Linked DNA regions of Mus musculus: regions 1, 2, 3, 4 and 6 are each linked to region 5. Evidence: chromatin contacts called from public Hi-C, HiChIP or PLAC-seq and promoter capture Hi-C data. All regions are on one chromosome and are shown on one strand. The core of a region is the stretch at or near the end of the contact, and the rest is flanking DNA. Distances in the headings are between cores, read along the strand shown.

Region 1 (2,857 bases), core at 210-2,709, 830 kb before region 5:
GGTGAATTTCTGAGTTCAAGATCAACCTGGTCTACAGAGTGAGTTCCAGGACAGCCAGGGCTACACAGAGAAAACCTGTCTCTGAAAAAAAAAAAAAAATCCCAAATAAATAGGAAAGATATTAATTTACATTTCTAACAAGTCTCAGCTGATACTGATACTAGGATCCACGGACAGTATTTTAAAAGTGGATAGAAACAGGGCTGGTGACAAAGAACACTGGCTGCTTTTCCAGGTGACTTGGGTTTGATTTCCAGCATCCATGTATCTTACAAGATTTGTTAACTCCAGTTCCAGGGGATCCAGTGCCCTCTTCTGGCCTCTGCAGGTACTGTAGTCACAAAGTGCACAGATACACATTCAGGCAAAACACCCATACATAAGACATTTTAAAACAAGCTAGACAGAAACAACTGACTGGTTAGTAACTGACATGCAAACTTAAATGCCCATTTTTCTCTAAGCATGCATTACTGTGTAACTACCATTACGTAGGAAAAAACCCCACAAAACAGTTTGCCTACTCTATTCATGAACCTAAGTTGGCCCAAAGAAGTGCTTAAAGCATAACAGCACAGAAAGAATTCCAATGCATGCAACGGAGAGGTTGGAAGCATAAAAAGTGGGAGTTCACGGTGATCATGGGTTATATATCCAGTTTCAGGATAGTCTGCCTATAAATTGAGATCCAGTCTCAAAAAACTGATTAGAGGATAAAAGAGCAATAATCATTTATTAGTTAACATTGTTCTCTGAAGAGTCTTATGATTACTGAAAGAATTGTAGCTCTTTTAACAGAGAGCAGGGAGGTCTTTATATTCTGGTAGAGTTACCTCTATTAAAAAAAGGGCAAGGCATAAAATGGTAACTAATCTTTATTGAATAAACATTATACTGAACAATCTTAGGAAACGTCTCTAAATTCATCCCAATTCACTGTTCGACACGAATTCTTTTCATTAAAGAAGTAAACCGGGGCAGAAGTTGTCCAAACATTGAACTAATCGGCCCAAAGTCGAGGGTTAGAACCCACCCTACCACTACCACGTGTGGCTCAAAGGTCAGGGTGAGCTCTACCGTAGGGACGCAAATCAACGGGGTGAAAGGTTAACAGGAAGTGGATACAAGACTAGCTGTCCTTAAAGTCAACACACGACGAAGGGAGCGTTACTAAAAATAATCTGACCTAGTTTTCTCAATACCCTCTCAGCTGGTAAAGCCATAAAAAAAGTCTGGAAAATGTGGAAAAATCTGGAAAGGAAAGAAAAAAAAAAAAAAAAAAAAAAGCATGAAACTCAGCAATACTTTACAGACTGCGTCCATGACGGGATACACCACATACGCATGCGCAACATCCGGGTTTCCGGAAGCGTGCCTAAGGCCGACGTGGCAGAAGGAGTGGCCTAGCCCTAGAGCATGGGGCGGAACTTCCGGGGACGGCACGCCAGCCCCCCCCCCCTCGGAACCGGAAGTTGAGCCTGGGAGCCTTGACGTTAGGAACGAAGTCGAACCTGGATCTGGAGCCGGGTGAGGAGTGGCATCGCGAGGTTGCGTGGTGGGGAGGAATGCTGAGGAGAGGCCAGGGTATTTTTGGCCTGATCGCTGTCCGGTTTTAGAGGAAAGGGAGGAGCCTGGAGGCGGGGCCTAGAAAGAGACCCTCACCTCTCGCATCTGTGGCCGGCGATCGGTCTTAGGTCCCCGGACCCCTCCCTTCACCTCCTGGCCCAGGTTCCGGCTCGCTTCGCCCTCCCAGCATGTTGAAGGGCATTAGAGGATTGGTCTTTACTGCTTAGTGAACCGGCCCTCTTCGTGGCCCTAGAGGCTGGCTTGGCTTCCGGATCTCGATCTCTGGAGCGCTCAAGCCTCCGCATCTCGGGTACTTTCAGAGTTCTAGGAAGCTTGCCCCGCCCCTTTCGGTTGTCACCCTCGGCTATCCCCCTAGAATGGAGTCAAGATTGGAGTTTGACTCTGAGCTTATTCGGTCCCTCAGCCTCCTTCAGGAAATTAAAGGGAGAGGGACGTTTCCCAGGCTTGATGTTGGTGGCATGTGCAACGTTTAGCGTTTGGAAGGACTGTTCTAAAATGGCTTTGACTTTACAGAGTTTTCAGTCCGGCAGCGGTTTAGCTTCTGGGCTCTCCTAGCAAAGAGAAACCTATTGTTCTACTGCAGCACCTGAAAGGAGGTCTCACTCTTCCTGGGCCTCTTCTGCCTGTATAATAACTAGAAGGATGTTTAGATCTCCAGTCCCCTTGTTGGAATGACCCCTGAAAAGGACCTCCAACTCATCCTTCTGTTCCTGGGCAAGATTGCAATAGTTTGATAGCGACCTATCAAACAAACCTTAGAACAGAAACAATTACAGGCATGCTCTTGGATGTAGAATACCCATAGTCCTCTGCTTGAGACATGAGATGAATGACCTTTGCCATGGAATATTGCTACTTTTTTTTTATCTTAAATGTTTCATTTGTGAGGTTAATACATTCTGTTCATGGAAAGACTGGGGTCAGAGTAACATTTGGATTATTGTAGGTCAGACAAAGAATACTGTTTCTCCCAAATAGCTACTTTACAGTTTTTCTTTGTGTGTGTGTGTGTGTGTGTGTGTGTGTGTGTGTGTGTGTGTTTGAACAAAACCTAGTACATTTGAAGTTATTCTGTTTTGGGGGATGAATGGATGACTTGGTGGTAGATACAATGAATGGAAAGTGGAAACATTGCTTTATTTACCTGTAACATCATGGTAGTTATCAGGCAGAGGACTCTGTGTGACTGCCTGGACACTGAAAGTCATACCACTGGAGAATGGCTGCTGCTGTTCTGTTCCATTAAGTCTGTCTGAAGTTGAAATTTATA
Region 2 (2,934 bases), core at 434-2,933, 800 kb before region 5:
CTGTGCCAGACAAGTACTCTTTTTTTTTTTTAAAAAGATTTATTTATTAATTATATGTAAGTACACTGTAGCTGTCTTCAGACACACCAGAAGAGGGCATCAGCTCTCATTAAGGATGGTGGTGAGCCACCATGTGGTTGCTAGGATTTGAACTCAGGACCTTCGGAAGAGCAGTCAGTGCTCTTACCCACTGAGCCATCATCTCTCCAGCTCCAGACAAGTACTCTTATGCTCAGCGCAGTAGCCCTGCTCTGAGTCCTGGATTTCTTGTCAGGTCATCAGGAAGGAAGCTGGGGAGGGAGCATACGCGTGTATGCGTTCTTCCTTACCATTTGCCCTTCCTTACCATCTGCCTTCTGCCTGTAGCTTATCGTGGTCAAGCAGGAAGACAAGCTGGAGATGCTGTTCAAGCACTTCCTGGTGGAAGACAAGAGCCTAAGTGGAGGTGCATCCTATGTGGACTTTCTCTGTCATATGCACAAGGAGATCCGGCAGCTACTGAGCTAAAGCAAGTGGGTAAATGGCATAGGGTCCCAGGCCAGCTTCCAGGAAGAACCCCAGGATGACAGAGAAATTGGGACAGTTCCATATCGTATAAGTCATGTAAGCTGACCTCAGTTGACTTCTTTTGGGGGGAGGGCGAGATATAAGGAGACACCGTCTTTCTGGGCTCAAATACACTACCACTCTGTCATGTCCTGCTGATCGAAGGTGCCTCAGGCCCCTTACTCTACCCTTTCTCCTGCTAATCCTCTTGTAATGAATGTAGTTTCTCAGTTCACTGTATATGATTCGGTGTTGGGGGTTTGGAGGCAGCTGGGCCCTGGCAACAGTGTGTCCCTTTGGATGAGCCTCCAAGAGGAAGGGCAGGCAGGAAGAAGTGGGAATCCCAGGGTTATTACAGGAGGTGGCAAATTCAGCTCCGTGTCATCAACAACTTCCTATATTAGGGACAAAATATACAGGTGCACAAGAGCTGGGGTACAGGCCGTAGGTGGTGGAGAGTAAAATAGTTGGTCCTTTGGGTGCCTGATGGTCAGTAGCAAAGTCATAGTTACCGAGGATGGATGACTAATCTCTCTACTTCCACTGCGCGTGCTCTCTCTCCCCTGCAATGATTGGTGAGCACTTCGTGGATGAATGAGCCTGGGGTAAGAATTGCAAAACATATTAACACCTTGGGGAAGTAGCAGCCTCCTTTCCAGATGGAGAAGCCCCAATCCTGGATGGTTCTGTAGAGCGCCTGATGGTCAACTTGCAATACCTCACAGAGCCAGCCCACATCCCACTCAGCTTCCACCAGAAACGTTGTTGGGGAGAGGCAGATATGGCTGGAGCCCTGTCTTCCGGTGCCAGGACGTTACTGGGCTTTGGTATTGACTGAGTGGCTGACAAGTTATCTTCCAACTCCAGTTGGCTGGGCAGGACAAGGGCTAGGAATGACCGTGGTCAGGCCTGCCTGCTCCCAGCCCAGGATGCCCCTGCTATGGACCTTTCATTTCTTTTCATTGGTTTATTTTTCAATGCATCTTTAATTTGTAAAGAAATAAAATAAGATGTAACCAGTATCCCTCTCATTACTCGCGACTTTTCCCCACCCTGCCTGCAGCTGAGAGGAGTTACGCATGCGCCGCGTGCCCCTATGGCGTAGGACCTAGTCCACTCCCCACCCGCCGCAGGGCGGGGTTTCGTGCTGTCCGAGGGGGTCCGGTGTGGACATGGCTGCTCGCTGTACCGAGGCGGTGCTGGCCGCCCTGGGGGTGCTCAGTGTCTGTTCGGCCAGCAGCTCCGGGTCCGAGGCTTCCGGGGAGGCAGAGAGGGAGGAGCCGTGGGATGGCGCGGTTTTCCGGCCTCCCGCCGCCCTAGGCGCCGTGGGGATAGCGCGCGGGCCCGGGTCCCCGCCTCCAGGGAACAGAGAGGCGGTGGACCTACCAGTGTTGCTGTGGTGGAGCCCAGGTCTGTTTCCGCACTTCCCAGGTGACTCGGAGCGCATACAGTGTGCGCACGGCGCGTGCGTGGCGTCCCGGGATCGACGGGCGCGCGCCGACCCGCGGACGCGCGCGTTGCTCTTTTACGGCACGGACTTCCGCGCGGCTGATGCGCCCCTGCCGCGCCTGGCGCACCAGAGCTGGGCGCTCCTGCACGAGGAGTCGCCGCTCAATAACTTCCTACTGAGCCACGGCCCGGGCATCCGTCTCTTCAATCTCACCGCCACTTTCAGCCGCCACTCGGATTATCCGCTGCCGCTGCAGTGGCTGCCCGGGGCCGCCTATTTGCGCCGGCCCGCGCCTCCGCCCCGGGAGCGCGCCGAGTGGCGTCGCCGCGGATACGCGCCGTTGCTCTATTTGCAGTCCCATTGCGATGTGCCTTCCGACCGGGACCGATACGTACGCGAGCTCATGCGCTACATCCCGGTGGGTGAGAGAGCGGCGGGGCGGGGCGGGGCGGGGGTGGGCCGGGCGAACGCCCCACCCTGCTGACCGCCGTGCTCTGACTCGCTTAGGTGGATTCCTATGGCAAGTGCCTGCAGAACCGCGAGCCGCCCACCGTGCGATTACAGGACACAGCCACGGCCACCACCGAGGATCCAGAACTCATGGCCTTTTTGTCCCGGTATAAGTTCCACTTAGCTCTGGAGAATGCCATCTGCAATGATTACATGACAGAAAAACTGTGGCGCCCCATGCATCTGGGTGCTGTGCCCGTGTATCGTGGATCACCCTCTGTGAGGGACTGGATGCCCAATAATCACTCTGTCATCCTAATTGATGACTTTGAGTCCCCTCAAAAGTTGGCAGAGTTTATTGACTTTCTGGACAAAAATGATGACGAGTATATGAAATACCTGGCATACAAGCAGCCTGGAGGCATCACCAACCAGTTTCTTCTGGATAACCTGGAGCACAGGGAGTGGGGAGTCAACGATCCCATGTT
Region 3 (2,700 bases), core at 200-2,699, 710 kb before region 5:
GGGACACAGCGCCAAGCAAAGTGACACACACATACTTCAGATGAGGACAGCCATGCTCCAACCACCAGACTTGTAGGGACAATCAACAGCTAACTTAAGAATGGTAAGCCCACCCGATGGCCCTAAACAGATGTGGGTGGAGCACCACCTGGCTCCCATCTAGTTCCAACAGCCTCAAACCTCAGACTGGTGGGCGATGCTTCAAATACACACCTGCTGCATCTCACTGATTGCCTTGTGGTCCCAGCAAAGGCAACCAGGAGAGAGAAGAACAGGGAGACCTTGTTCCTCCTCTCAGCAGAAATAATTGAAAGTAGGGAAAAGGAGGGATTAAACAGAAGGTATGGTTTCCTGAGAAATTTCCCTTAAGCCTGGGAGAAAGTGACGCTCAAGATCCGCTCAACTGGCTTAAACCCACAGCATCCCCGCTCAACTGACAGCAGGGAAACAGAGGAAAGACAGCTCTGATTGTGACAGCAGTAACTCCCCTTCCCCGTGCTATTTTCCTGTACGTGACCCGCCAAATGGGCTGCGATCTCGGGCTCTGGAAATATCTAGGGGGGCGGGCAGAGCGGGGGCTGCAGTGGCCAGGCTCTGCACCGCGGGTGGGGGTGGCGGGGACCCGGGCTGCGGCGGCGGCCAGCTCAGTGCGGAGGGGAGGGGGATGCTGCGGCTGCGGCGCACGGCTCCTGGGACCACTGCAGGGATGGGGGGAGGGGCCGGGGGTGCCGCAGCACTGCCCAGCAGCAAGGCTGGGATCCTGGAAGCCGCACTAGCGGGGGGGCGGGGCCCGGCACTAAACATCTCCCCACACCCCGGCACCGCAGCGGGGCTGGAACTGCAGAGCCGGGGAGGGTCCTGAGTGCCGGGCGCGTGGGAACTGGGGGGCCGGTGCTGAGTGGGCTCCGGAGCTGGGTGGGGAGGGGGCGGTGGACAGGCGGGGTCGAGGGAGGGGAGCGTCTGAAGGGTGCGGGAGGGGCGGGGCTGGAAGGCGCCCCGGAGCAGTCCCGGGGCTGCAGTTCCCGCGGCGGCGCCGGGTGCAGCAGCCTGGCAGCTGCTGCAGGGCGCGGAGGGGGCTGCGGGACCGGGAACCCGGGGCTAAGGGGCCCCCGAGGCAGCACGCGGGAAAAGCTGGGGGTGGGGCGGGTCGAGGGGGCGCTGCAGCGGCCGGTGCAGGGCCGGGGGGCGGGGCGAGAAGCCGCAGAGCGCCGGGACGCCTGGACCAGGGTGGGGGGCCGCCGCGCGTGGCGGGTGGGCCGTACTTGCCGAGCTCCTCGAAAAGCTGGTAGTCGTCGGTGAAGCGGGTGCAGGTGGCGGTGGTGGCCATACTGGCGGGCGGACGCGGCGGTGCAGCCCGCGCCGACGTCGGTGCACAGTCACCGCCGCCCGGCCGAGGGAGCAAGAGGAGGAGACGGGGCTGAGCCCGGCAGCACCGCGAGACTTTACCGGAGAGAGCGAGGGAGGGAGGGACACCCCCGCGCCCGCCCGCCGGCCCCGCCCCCAAGCCCCGCTGGCCCCCGCCCCGCCCCCGGGGAGGGGCCTCCCACCGTCGGCCCCGCCCCGCCCCAGGAGCCGCCCGAACTGGGCCCCCTGCACCCGAGGGCCAAGGACGCGGGGTCCCCACTCCCGGCCACCCACTGGGACCGACCGAACTGGAAGACACCTCCTGCGGGCTCCTCCAGGGCGGACCCTGCAAGAGCTCAGGAACCAATGTGTGAAAGTGGTTCTTGAGTGGTGTTGGGTCTGGACCACCGAGGTCTGGGGAGAGGCCCCACACGTGGGTCCCATGACTGCAGCCTGAACCAAGCCGGAAAATGCCAAGGTCAAAGAGCGTATGTGAGACTGTACACTCGAGAGATGCCCCCAGACTGCAGAGCCAGCTGCCCGCAGCCTTCCCCCAGGGTGCCGACACTCTAGATTAGTGCAAGAATCAAGGGCATCATTAAGAAAAAACAAAACCAGAAAACCTTCAGCCGCGGTTTTATCAGCGAAACCAGGCCATGGGGCAAGATGTTTGCTTGCTTTTCTTTCTTTCTTTCTTCCTTCCTTCCTTTCTTTCTTTCTTTCTTTCTTTCTTTCTTTCTTTCTTTCTTTCCATTTATTTGTTTCGTGTGTGTATGCCTGTGGCCCTATGGTTGCCACAGCGCACGTGTGGAGGTCACACAACTTGGGGAGTTGGTTCTCTTTTCACTACATTGGGGGATGGAACTTGGGTAGTCAGGCTTAGCTCACGCATCTTTTTACTCACTGAGCTGTCCTGCGGGCCCGTGTGATGCTTTCCTGCATTCCAGTCTTAGAAATAAATGTTCTCTCCTAGGTCAGTAATAAAAGATAAAAGTAAGAATGTCTTGAAAAGGCTTTGTGCACTAGTGGCTAAAAGCAAAAGATGAAAACATGCTCGTTTTCTTGTGGGCATCCAGTACTTTTATTTATGACACTTTATCACATTTTGTAATGATGTATTTGCAAGTATGAGTGCTAGCACACAGTATTGAGAACTCTTGGATCATACTACCTAGCTCTCGGATGTCTGGAAAATCATTGACCTCAGGCATTCTGCAGTTCATGAAATCTGTCTGGGCCTTATTTGAGAACTGGAAATAATAGTGCAGTATACTTCATAGGGCTGTGAGCATTTACTGGGTTAAATCATGTATAATATTAGAGTAACCCTCAGTACCTTATTCAAACAGTGTTTGC
Region 4 (2,744 bases), core at 91-2,590, 840 kb before region 5:
ATCATTTCTGGGACTCTTGAGTCAGGCATGCTCTTAAAAGTCCTGCATTGGGGCTCTACAAGCACGCACACCCTACCTCCAGTGAGCTCCATAATCAGTTTGCTTGACTTCCTCCTCTTGTTAGGGGCCGGGGTTCCTGAGAGTGGCATGGTGGAGGTGGATCTGACCTGGAAGGAGAGATGGAGTGGGAGAATGAGCATCCGCACTACAGCCGTACACTTGGGATTAAGGACAAAATTTCTTCAGTTTTTTTTCCATGTGCATGTTTGCATGTGTGTGTGCACGCATGCATACGTCTTTACAGAAATTAGTATTCCCCAGAACGTAAACTGTCACAGTCTTCTGTTTTCTTTGGAAGCAGGACAGGAGGAAGAACTGTACCCTTTCCTTATCTCTTACCAAGGGCTGTGTCCACTTTCCATAGCTCCTGTGTGGGCATCGGAAATACAGCTAGGGCCGAAGGGGGTTTCAAAAGCAACACTGGCAGAGCAATGCACTCAGGCTTCCTGGGCCTGGCGTGACTTAAAGTCCTTATTTGTATCGGGATATCAGACTACAACTGTGGCTCCAGACTCTAGTCTCCTCCTTAGGCTTCCCTTGGGGTCCATGGGCGTAAAGCAATGTTCTGCTAATTAGTGTTGAGATTCAGACGAAACCTTCTCCATAGGAAGGAGAGGTTGTTGATCTTCCAGGAGGCCAGCTGGAACGTGGCCCGAGAGGTCATGGGTATGTTCCTTGTTCCTTCAGGCACTCCGATCCCAAGGTTCAGGGCTGGAGCAGAGAGCTAGCTAAGGGCATTTGAGCTGTGGCAGATGTCAGCTCAGCAATATAGTACGTGGAAGTAGAGAATTGTGGGGGGAACAGAAACACAGGAATAAGATCTGGCCGTGGATGGCGACAAGATAAGAAAATGTATGCACACCATCCTCTCCCTAACAGCCCTGCTATTTTCCGTGGTGTCCTGTCTCACAAACACAACCACACTCTACCAACTTAGTGGCATTCCAAAGCACCCTTTCCCATCTGTCAGGTACCTCCCCACATATCTTAATTCCTCCCAACTCCTTAGGTCCCTTTCTTTCCAACTCTGTAACTCCAACTGGACTGTTGGCAGCTGAGCAGAGATGAGAAGAGAGACCATTCCCTGAGGATGGAGAATCACAGTTGCAAACAAGGAGCTCAGAAGAGTGGGCTCCAGCCCCTTCTTCCGGTAGATAGAACCATAGACTTACCAGCTGCTCAGTTGGTGGTCGGCTCTCCCCGGGGTCCAGCAGCTTCGGAGGACTAAGCTGCAGTGACTAGAGAACCTGAGCCGGGGCGAGCGAGCGTAGGGGCAGCACCGGCAGTGGGGGAGGGAGGAGGTTATTAATAGAGTTGATGAACACAAGCAGCTCAAATGGCACAGGGGGTACTGAGACCCTGGAACCGAGAGCCTGCCCTCTTTGCCTGAGGTTCAGGAAGAGGGAAACAGGGCTACAAAATGTTCCCACCAGACTGTCTGAGCCAGGGATCAGTCAGCCGAAGGGGTGTGCCTCCTCCTTGCCTTCTTTCTCCAAAGAAGCATTTCAGGAGGCCGAGAGGGAGCAGATAGTGGTGGGTAAGAATTAAGAGTAGGTATAGGAAAAAACAAAACAGAAAACATGAATTGTGGGCTACTCAGGGCCATTCCAGGCCAGGGCTGGAGGGGACCCATGAGTGTATTTGTGGGTGGGAGGGATTAAAGCCCTAAGTTGAAGATAGGATGGAAATTTTCACAGTGGCATTGCTTCTAACTTCCTGAATAGGTTGGCTTTCTGTCTAAGAGGGTTAGATCTTGACAGGGTGAGGAACCAACTTAGTGAACCCTAGTGCAGATGATCTTACAAAGGCCCGTGGGTACTCTCAACCTGTGGGTCCTGACCCCCATGGGGGGTCAAACAACCCTTTCATAGGGGTCAATGTCAGATATCTCAAATATAGATATTTACATTATAATTCATAACAGTAGCAAAATTACAGTTATGAAGTAGCAACAAAAATAATTTTATGATGCCAAGCATGGTGGGTGGTGCACACCTTTAATCCTAGCACTTGAGAGGTAGAGACAGGTAGATCCCTGAGTTCCAGGCTAGCCTGGTCTACAAAGTGAGTTCCAAGACAGCCAAGGCTACACAGAGAAACCCTGTCTCAAAATAATAATAATAATAATAATAATAATAATAATAATAATAATAATAATTACTACTACTACTACTACTAATAATAATAATAATAGGGGCTGGAGAGATGGCTTAGTGGTTAAGAGCACTGAATGCTCTTCCAGAGGTCTTGAGTTCAATTCCCAGCAACCACATGATGGCTCACAACCATCTGCAATGGGGTCTGATGCCCTCTTCTGGTGTGTCCAAGGAGAGCAATGGTGTACTCATATACATACTATAAATAAATTTTTAAAATGATGATGATAGCAGTAATTTTATGGTTGCAGGTCAACACAACATGAGGTACTGTATTCAAAGGTCACAGCATTAGGAAGGGTGAGAGCTGAAGCAATACCCTGGATCCTCCCTCATCTCCCACTCATGTCCTGAAACCAGCTTGCTCCTGTACCTTTTACTCTTATACGGCTGCCTAAGGAATTGGCTTTTGGGGGTGGGTGGGCATGGGTGTAATTTAGTAAACATATGAAACTATAGGTTTCTTGAGCCCAGCATAGTGATGTATGCCTTTAATCTCAACACCCCTAAAGCACCGGCAGGTGGATC
Region 5 (2,700 bases), core at 151-2,650:
TCCCCTCTTTTTTTTTTTTTAATCTGCTCTCCCCTCTTTTTTTTTTAATCTTTCATTCACCTCTGCCTTTTGTCCTGGCTTCTTCCTCACCTTGCTGCCAAGCTCAGAAGCAGAGGAAGCTCGCACACCAGAGTAGCCTTTGTGCATTTCTGTCTGCATGTGACAGGGCTGCTGCTGCTGCTAAGATAAGAACTGAGATTATTGGGTCTAACAAAGTACCTACATAGTTGAACAGTAGTTTCTAACGGGGAGTTGAACTCTGCTGCAGGAGTGGCAGTGGCATGAAAATGAGTCATTCAGGGCAGGGAGACTGAAATTCCTGCTCTTTGACATCCTACATCTCCTCATCAGGGGCCCCAAGAACGTCCTGATTCAAGGACAGAACTTCAGGCAACAGGTGGTTTTTCACCCCGGCCACCACACGGGGAAACTTGGCTTTCCCAGGGACATAGGTTTGTTTCCCTTCTTCCCAAAGGTCTGGGAAGAGAAACTGTTCAAACTCTGTTAGGAGGAGCCTTTTCTCAAGTCTACCTTTCTCATACTCTCAAGTATCTCTTACCAGCATCCCACCCAACTCTGGGAAGAGCAGGACGTTTTCTCCAGAGTCCGGAGGGCGCTGCAAGGCATGTGGGCACCTTTAGAGTAGCCTTGCCTGGGCGGCCAGAGGATCCCCCAGCCTCCCTCGTATGGGCCTCAGGAACTCCGGGGGCCCAGGGGAAGCCTGGAAAACCGAACTTCGCCATCAGCTTTCCTTACAGCGCTGGTTGGAGACGAGGGAAGGGCCCCCCAGCGGTCGCCCCCCGCCCAACCCCAATGTTATCCAGCTGCACAGTCCAGGAAGCACCCAGAACGCAGCTCCGAGCTCGCCAGCCTCTCCCGCAGGCCGGGAGAGGGCATCCTGAGGGGCAGCTTCCCTCTCCAGCCTGCGTCTGACATCCCCACTCCCACCCGAGGATGCCTGTCCGCAGTCGCTGAATGTCACTGCTCCCTCTTCCTCCTGATCAGGGTAGAGACAGCTCCTGAGGCATCCCCCACCCCAAAACTGCCGCGGTCGCCCGAGGGTACAAGACCCGGGAGAAGGACGAAGTTTGGGGCCCACGGCGGCGGGAGGGGGGGCGCGTTTAAGAAGACCGCACCTCAGTCCCAGACCTGGCGGACACACTCCCCACCCCAAAACAGCCCAGGCGTCCCCATCCTTTCGGACACCGGCATCCCCGCCCTCCCCTGAGGGCGGTGAGCGGAGCCCCCCGGGGCGGAGGCAGGTACCCCCGGGGCGGAGACTGGGGCGGGCGGGGTCCGGGCTGCGCCCCCGGCCGGGCCAGGCGGGCTAGCGGGCGGCGCGGGGGGAGCGGGGCTGGGCGGCGCTGCCTCGGGCTCTGTGCGCTGCAGCCCGGAGCCGAGGAGGAGGAGGCGGAGGAGGAGAAGGAGGCGGCGGCGGTGGGTCCCGGGCGGGGGGAGCGCGGCGCTGCGGACCCGGGCGGCTGGCAAAGGACGAGGCGGAGGCTGAGGAAGGCAGCGGGGAGACCCGGTCTGCAGCAACAAAGGGCAGCAAGCGATTGGCCGGGCTGGAGGCGAGGTTAGCCGGGGACCGGGGTGGCCGGAGGCAGCGGCGAATAGTGCACGTGCTTGCAGACACGGGCGAGTGCGGAGCCGGGGGTGCACACCCGGTGGGTAGGGGGCTTGCTCCCCCTCCGTATGGGATGGCGAAGAGGCTGCAGTGAGATCGTTCCGCCTGCACCCGGCCTGAGGCTGGCAGGGTAGGGGGTATGTGAAGGGGGTAGGGTGCAAGCCAGGGGGCGGGCGAGTAGTCGCCCGGGACAGGACAGGAGAGAGGGTGGAGGAGGGGGCTGGATGGAACGCTCCGGGCGGCGCGCCCGTCCGCGCGCTCCTCGGCGGGAGCAGGCGACTGAGAACCTCGAATTTTAACTTCGCGTGCCCGCCCGCGCGCGCCCGCCTGCGCCCACCCCTAAATCCTGCGGCCGCCGCCAGCGATCAGCTCTCACACAAACTTTAGCTGCGGGCTAGGGGCTTTGGGGTTGAGTGGGGGAGGGGAGAGGAAAAAAGGCTTCTGATTGGCGTCGTGTACAGCCAATAAGGCCAAGCGCCTCTCCTGCGCCTAGATCCAATCCATTTCTAGAGGTAGAGGGGGCGGGTAGGTGGAAGTAGAGGTGGCGCGGTGTCTGTGAGAGAGAAAAAGGGCTGGACCAATAGGTGCCCGGAAAAGGCGGGCCCCGCGGTCTGTTGATTGGTACTGGCAGTCGACCCTCCCTCGGGGTGGTGCCGGAGGTGGGGGGGGGGAAATGATGGGTCGAGAGGTGTGTCTATGTGGAGGCGAGATGACCGGCAGGAACTTGCCCCAATGGGGGGCAGAGTGTTTAGCGAGCGGGTGACGGACAGACCCGTAGGCCAACGGTTGGCCCTAAGTGTTCGTGCTCTCGTCCAATGGAACGGCGCCGGGGCGGGGCCGCGTCTTGGGTTTAATGAGACTCCATTGGGCTGTAATCAGTGTCATGTCGGATTCATGTCAACGACAACAACAGGGGGACACAAAATGGCGGCGGCTTAGCTCCTACCCCTGGCGGCGGCGGCAGCGGTGGCGGGCGCTACGGCACCTCCTCCAGGCGGCAGCCGTAGCTTCTTTCTCAGGCAGATTCAGCGCCCCCGGCAGGCGCGGTGGTGGTGGCGCGCGGCCAGGTCTGT
Region 6 (2,735 bases), core at 207-2,706, 950 kb before region 5:
CTTTGAGAAAAAAACCTATTCATTCTTTTTTTAAAATTTATTTAATGTATATGAGTACACTGTCACTGTCTCCAGACACACCAGAAGAGGCATCAGATCCCATGACAGATGGTTGTGAGCTACCATGTGGCTGCTAGGAACTGAACTCAGACTTCTGGAAGAGCAGTCAGTGCTCTTACCCGCTCTTACTCCAGTCCTATTTAGTTCATTCTAATGCTTAACCCAACCACATATGTCATGCTTTAAGAACCTAAAGTGCAGATTGAAAACAGAAAAAACACAGGTGGGCAGTGGTGGCGTACACCTTTGATTGGGCTCTTAAGAAGCAGAGGCAGGCATATCTCTGAGTTCCAGACCAGCCTACTTTCCAAGTTCCTGGCTAAGACTACGCAAAAAAGCCCTATCTCGAAAAACCAGCACACATACATACATACATACATACACACACACACACACACACGAGAAAAGGGTTTGTTTTAAAATATTTTAATGGCAAACCATGGTCACAATTCAAAGCAAAGCTAGCAGTATTTAAACACTGTGCCAGTCTATACTTGAGACACTGAATTTGAAAATTAAAATAACTTTAAAAATGAGCATAATCTAAATGACGAAATCTTCATTTTACGATTTCTGCTTATTGACTGCAAAATAAAGAAAAATAATTTCAGTTCTTAATATTCTTAATCCATAGTATTAGTGTGGTAGATGGGCTCTCTCTGAGAGCCTGGACTTTTAAGGAACTTTCAACTGCCTCTCAATTTAATTTAAATAAATCTGTTTATCTGTACACACACGTCCTCCCTGGCTCAGAAGAATTTCACTTTTCCTTCTAAAGAGTAAGTCGTGTGTTTAGAGGCGGCTTGTAAAACCCTTTCTGTTAAGTGTACCACTTCCTATACATGGGACTTTTTTGCCTCCTCTTTGTAAGATGGCTTTTTCCCCTGCCCCGCAGCTACGTCTGGGTTCCTAGGTCACCCCGGGATCCTTCATCCTGGTCCAGTCCCATACGGTTTTCCCGATTTCCGCGCGGGGTGGCATCTGAGGGCCGAGCGCAAACCCCCTGCGGCTGGCGCTAGCTAGGCGTTGTCACCCGGGAGCAGGCGTGGGCCAGAACGCGGGCGAGTCCAACGGCGTGCGGCTAAGGGGTTCCGGGGCCCCTCGGTGCGCCCGGGCAAGCCGGGAGTGCAGCTGTCGAGGAGCCGGAAGCTCTTAACGCGGGCGCCGCGCCGACCACAGGCAAAGCAGGAAAGAAAGGGGCTCACTGCGGCGGACGGCCCTGAGCCCGCGTTAGCGACAGCCCGCGCACGACGCCCGCCCGGGCCTGCAGGGCGAGCGGGAGACCGAGGAGCAGCCTACGCCTCGGCCCGGCCCAGCGGGGACCCGCCCAGGGGCCACTCCCCAAGGGAGGCAGCCAGTCACTCGCCCGCCCCGCCAGGCCCGCTCCTGAGGGGACGGACTCCCGCCCGCCCTCACACCGCGCCTCACGCCAGGCCCCCAGGCTTCGGGTACCTCTCACCTTTGACGACGCGGTCGGCCCCGAGAGGGGGCGGTGGGGGCGGGGGCGGGGGCGGCGCGGCCCGGGCCGGCTCCGGGGCGGCCATGCTGGGCCCGGGGCTCGGCTAGGTGCCGGGACGGGCGGGGTTGGGGGCGGGGGCGGCGGCTACCAGAGCCAAGCGGCGGCGCCGCCGGGGAACATGGCGGACCCTCTTTCCCTTCAGAGGGGCTAAGACCGTCATGCATCGCGCGTGCAGGGGCGGGGGCGGGACAAGCTCCAGGGACTTGAGCAAAATTACCGAGGCTACTACAGAAACGGAAACAGTCCAAGGGATCAGGTGAAAATTCCGTACATGCAGAAAGACAAACCAGTAAAGAGAGGTTGCAGATTAAACTGAGGGGCTGTTGATAAAATGCAAGGGGAAAAAAGGACGGTTTTTTGGCCGCTTTGGAGCCCAGGAAAATGAAGAGGTGTAATTTGATCTCAGAATTTCCCAGGCCTAGACAAATATATGACAATTTATCTACAAAATCTAAGTGATAATACTATGGCCAGAGAGAAAAATGAAAGAAGCATCAGGGAATCTATAGAGTGGCATTATCATTTAAAATGAAATTTTCCCTTTAATACCAGACCTCAGGAGGCAGGGGAAGGCAGAACTCTGTAAGTTCAAGTCTAGCTAGGTCTAACCACTCAGGGCAACAAAGTGAGACTGTCTCAACAAAACGGGGCCCTAGAGAGTTGCATAGAATTCGAACTCTTGCTTTGAGAGTTTGGAAAAGTCCAAAGGCACATAAATTCAGCTGGAAAAGTCTAAGCACCACGATTTAAGAACCAAAATGGATCAAGGGAAGTAGGGAATGACACCAAGAGGTGTCCTGAGAACCTGTAAGATTCCCCTGGAAAGCCATTGCCTCTCTCGTAATTCACTGAGCAAATAAATTTGAAGGCAGAGAGATGGTTCAATGGATAAAGGTGCTTGCAGCCAAGGACTGTGATTTAAGTTCCTTAGGACTAATCCCCATGGCCGAAGGAGACAATGGAAAGAAGGAATTAGACTCCTTCTAGTCTGACATCTACTAAAACTTGTAAATAAAGAAATGAAATAGAAAAAAATGGAAAGCAGAGACTAAGTAGGTAGAAAATAGGAAATTAGTTCCTTATCTTTGTACATACTCGGAATTTGAATTTGGGCAACTTGCAGAAACAGATCCAAGTTGACCAGCATCCAAGAGGT

Evidence for each region. Promoter capture Hi-C pulls out the DNA fragments that hold promoters and counts their contacts. Hi-C and Micro-C count contacts between places; a contact is called where the count stands out from the background. HiChIP or PLAC-seq counts read pairs in DNA pulled down with a chosen protein or histone mark.
Region 1: a Hi-C map of double positive thymocytes shows a contact between it and region 5, with 5 times the contacts expected there. The contact joins the promoter of Sec24c here to the promoter of Kat6b in region 5. A contact is called at or near these places in 2 of 39 promoter capture datasets (neutrophils and pre-B cells), 1 of 484 Hi-C or Micro-C datasets (double positive thymocytes) and 1 of 115 datasets of contacts at active chromatin or transcription factors (trophoblast stem cells).
Region 2: a contact with region 5 is called in a FOXA1 HiChIP or PLAC-seq map of pancreatic cancer cells. The contact joins the promoter of Fut11 here to the promoter of Kat6b in region 5. A contact is called at or near these places in 1 of 39 promoter capture datasets (the 3T3-L1 cell line), 1 of 115 datasets of contacts at active chromatin or transcription factors (pancreatic cancer cells) and 1 of 9 other capture datasets (adipose tissue).
Region 3: a contact with region 5 is called in a promoter capture Hi-C map of pre-B cells, with 3 times the contacts expected there. The contact joins the promoter of Camk2g here to the promoter of Kat6b in region 5. A contact is called at or near these places in 1 of 39 promoter capture datasets (pre-B cells) and 4 of 484 Hi-C or Micro-C datasets (embryonic stem cells and regulatory T cells).
Region 4: a contact with region 5 is called in a promoter capture Hi-C map of pre-B cells, with 2.2 times the contacts expected there. The contact joins the promoter of Myoz1 here to the promoter of Kat6b in region 5. A contact is called at or near these places in 1 of 39 promoter capture datasets (pre-B cells) and 1 of 484 Hi-C or Micro-C datasets (CD4 T cells).
Region 6: a contact with region 5 is called in a promoter capture Hi-C map of pre-B cells, with 3 times the contacts expected there. The contact joins the promoter of 1810062O18Rik here to the promoter of Kat6b in region 5. A contact is called at or near these places in 1 of 39 promoter capture datasets (pre-B cells) and 1 of 484 Hi-C or Micro-C datasets (CD4 T cells).

What each region holds. Positions count from the first base shown.
Region 1 is chr14:20,672,862-20,675,718 of GRCm38.p6, forward strand. Sec24c (Sec24 related gene family, member C (S. cerevisiae)) reads left to right here and starts at 1,460. Exons shown (of 23, transcript NM_172596.2): 1 at 1,460-1,527.
Region 2 is chr14:20,693,285-20,696,218 of GRCm38.p6, forward strand. Fut11 (fucosyltransferase 11) reads left to right here and starts at 1,684. Exons shown (of 3, transcript NM_028428.2): 1 at 1,684-2,414; 2 at 2,504-2,934. The coding sequence starts at 1,719. Sec24c (Sec24 related gene family, member C (S. cerevisiae)) reads left to right here. Exons shown (of 23, transcript NM_172596.2): 23 at 367-1,566. The coding sequence ends at 507.
Region 3 is chr14:20,792,639-20,795,338 of GRCm38.p6, forward strand. It overlaps Camk2g (calcium/calmodulin-dependent protein kinase II gamma), which reads right to left and starts at 1,450. Exons shown (of 21, transcript NM_001360186.1): 1 at 1,263-1,450. The coding sequence starts at 1,327. Gm30108 (predicted gene, 30108) reads left to right here and starts at 1,601. Exons shown (of 2, transcript NR_153779.1): 1 at 1,601-1,822.
Region 4 is chr14:20,655,200-20,657,943 of GRCm38.p6, forward strand. Myoz1 (myozenin 1) reads right to left here and starts at 1,341. Exons shown (of 6, transcript NM_021508.3): 1 at 1,233-1,341; 2 at 77-167. The coding sequence starts at 149.
Region 5 is chr14:21,498,385-21,501,084 of GRCm38.p6, forward strand. It overlaps Kat6b (K(lysine) acetyltransferase 6B), which reads left to right and starts at 1,401. Exons shown (of 17, transcript NM_017479.3): 1 at 1,401-1,576.
Region 6 is chr14:20,544,837-20,547,571 of GRCm38.p6, forward strand. 1810062O18Rik (RIKEN cDNA 1810062O18 gene) reads left to right here and starts at 1,457. Exons shown (of 6, transcript NR_033571.1): 1 at 1,457-1,508. Ppp3cb (protein phosphatase 3, catalytic subunit, beta isoform) reads right to left here and starts at 1,737. Exons shown (of 14, transcript NM_008914.3): 1 at 1,520-1,737. The coding sequence starts at 1,604.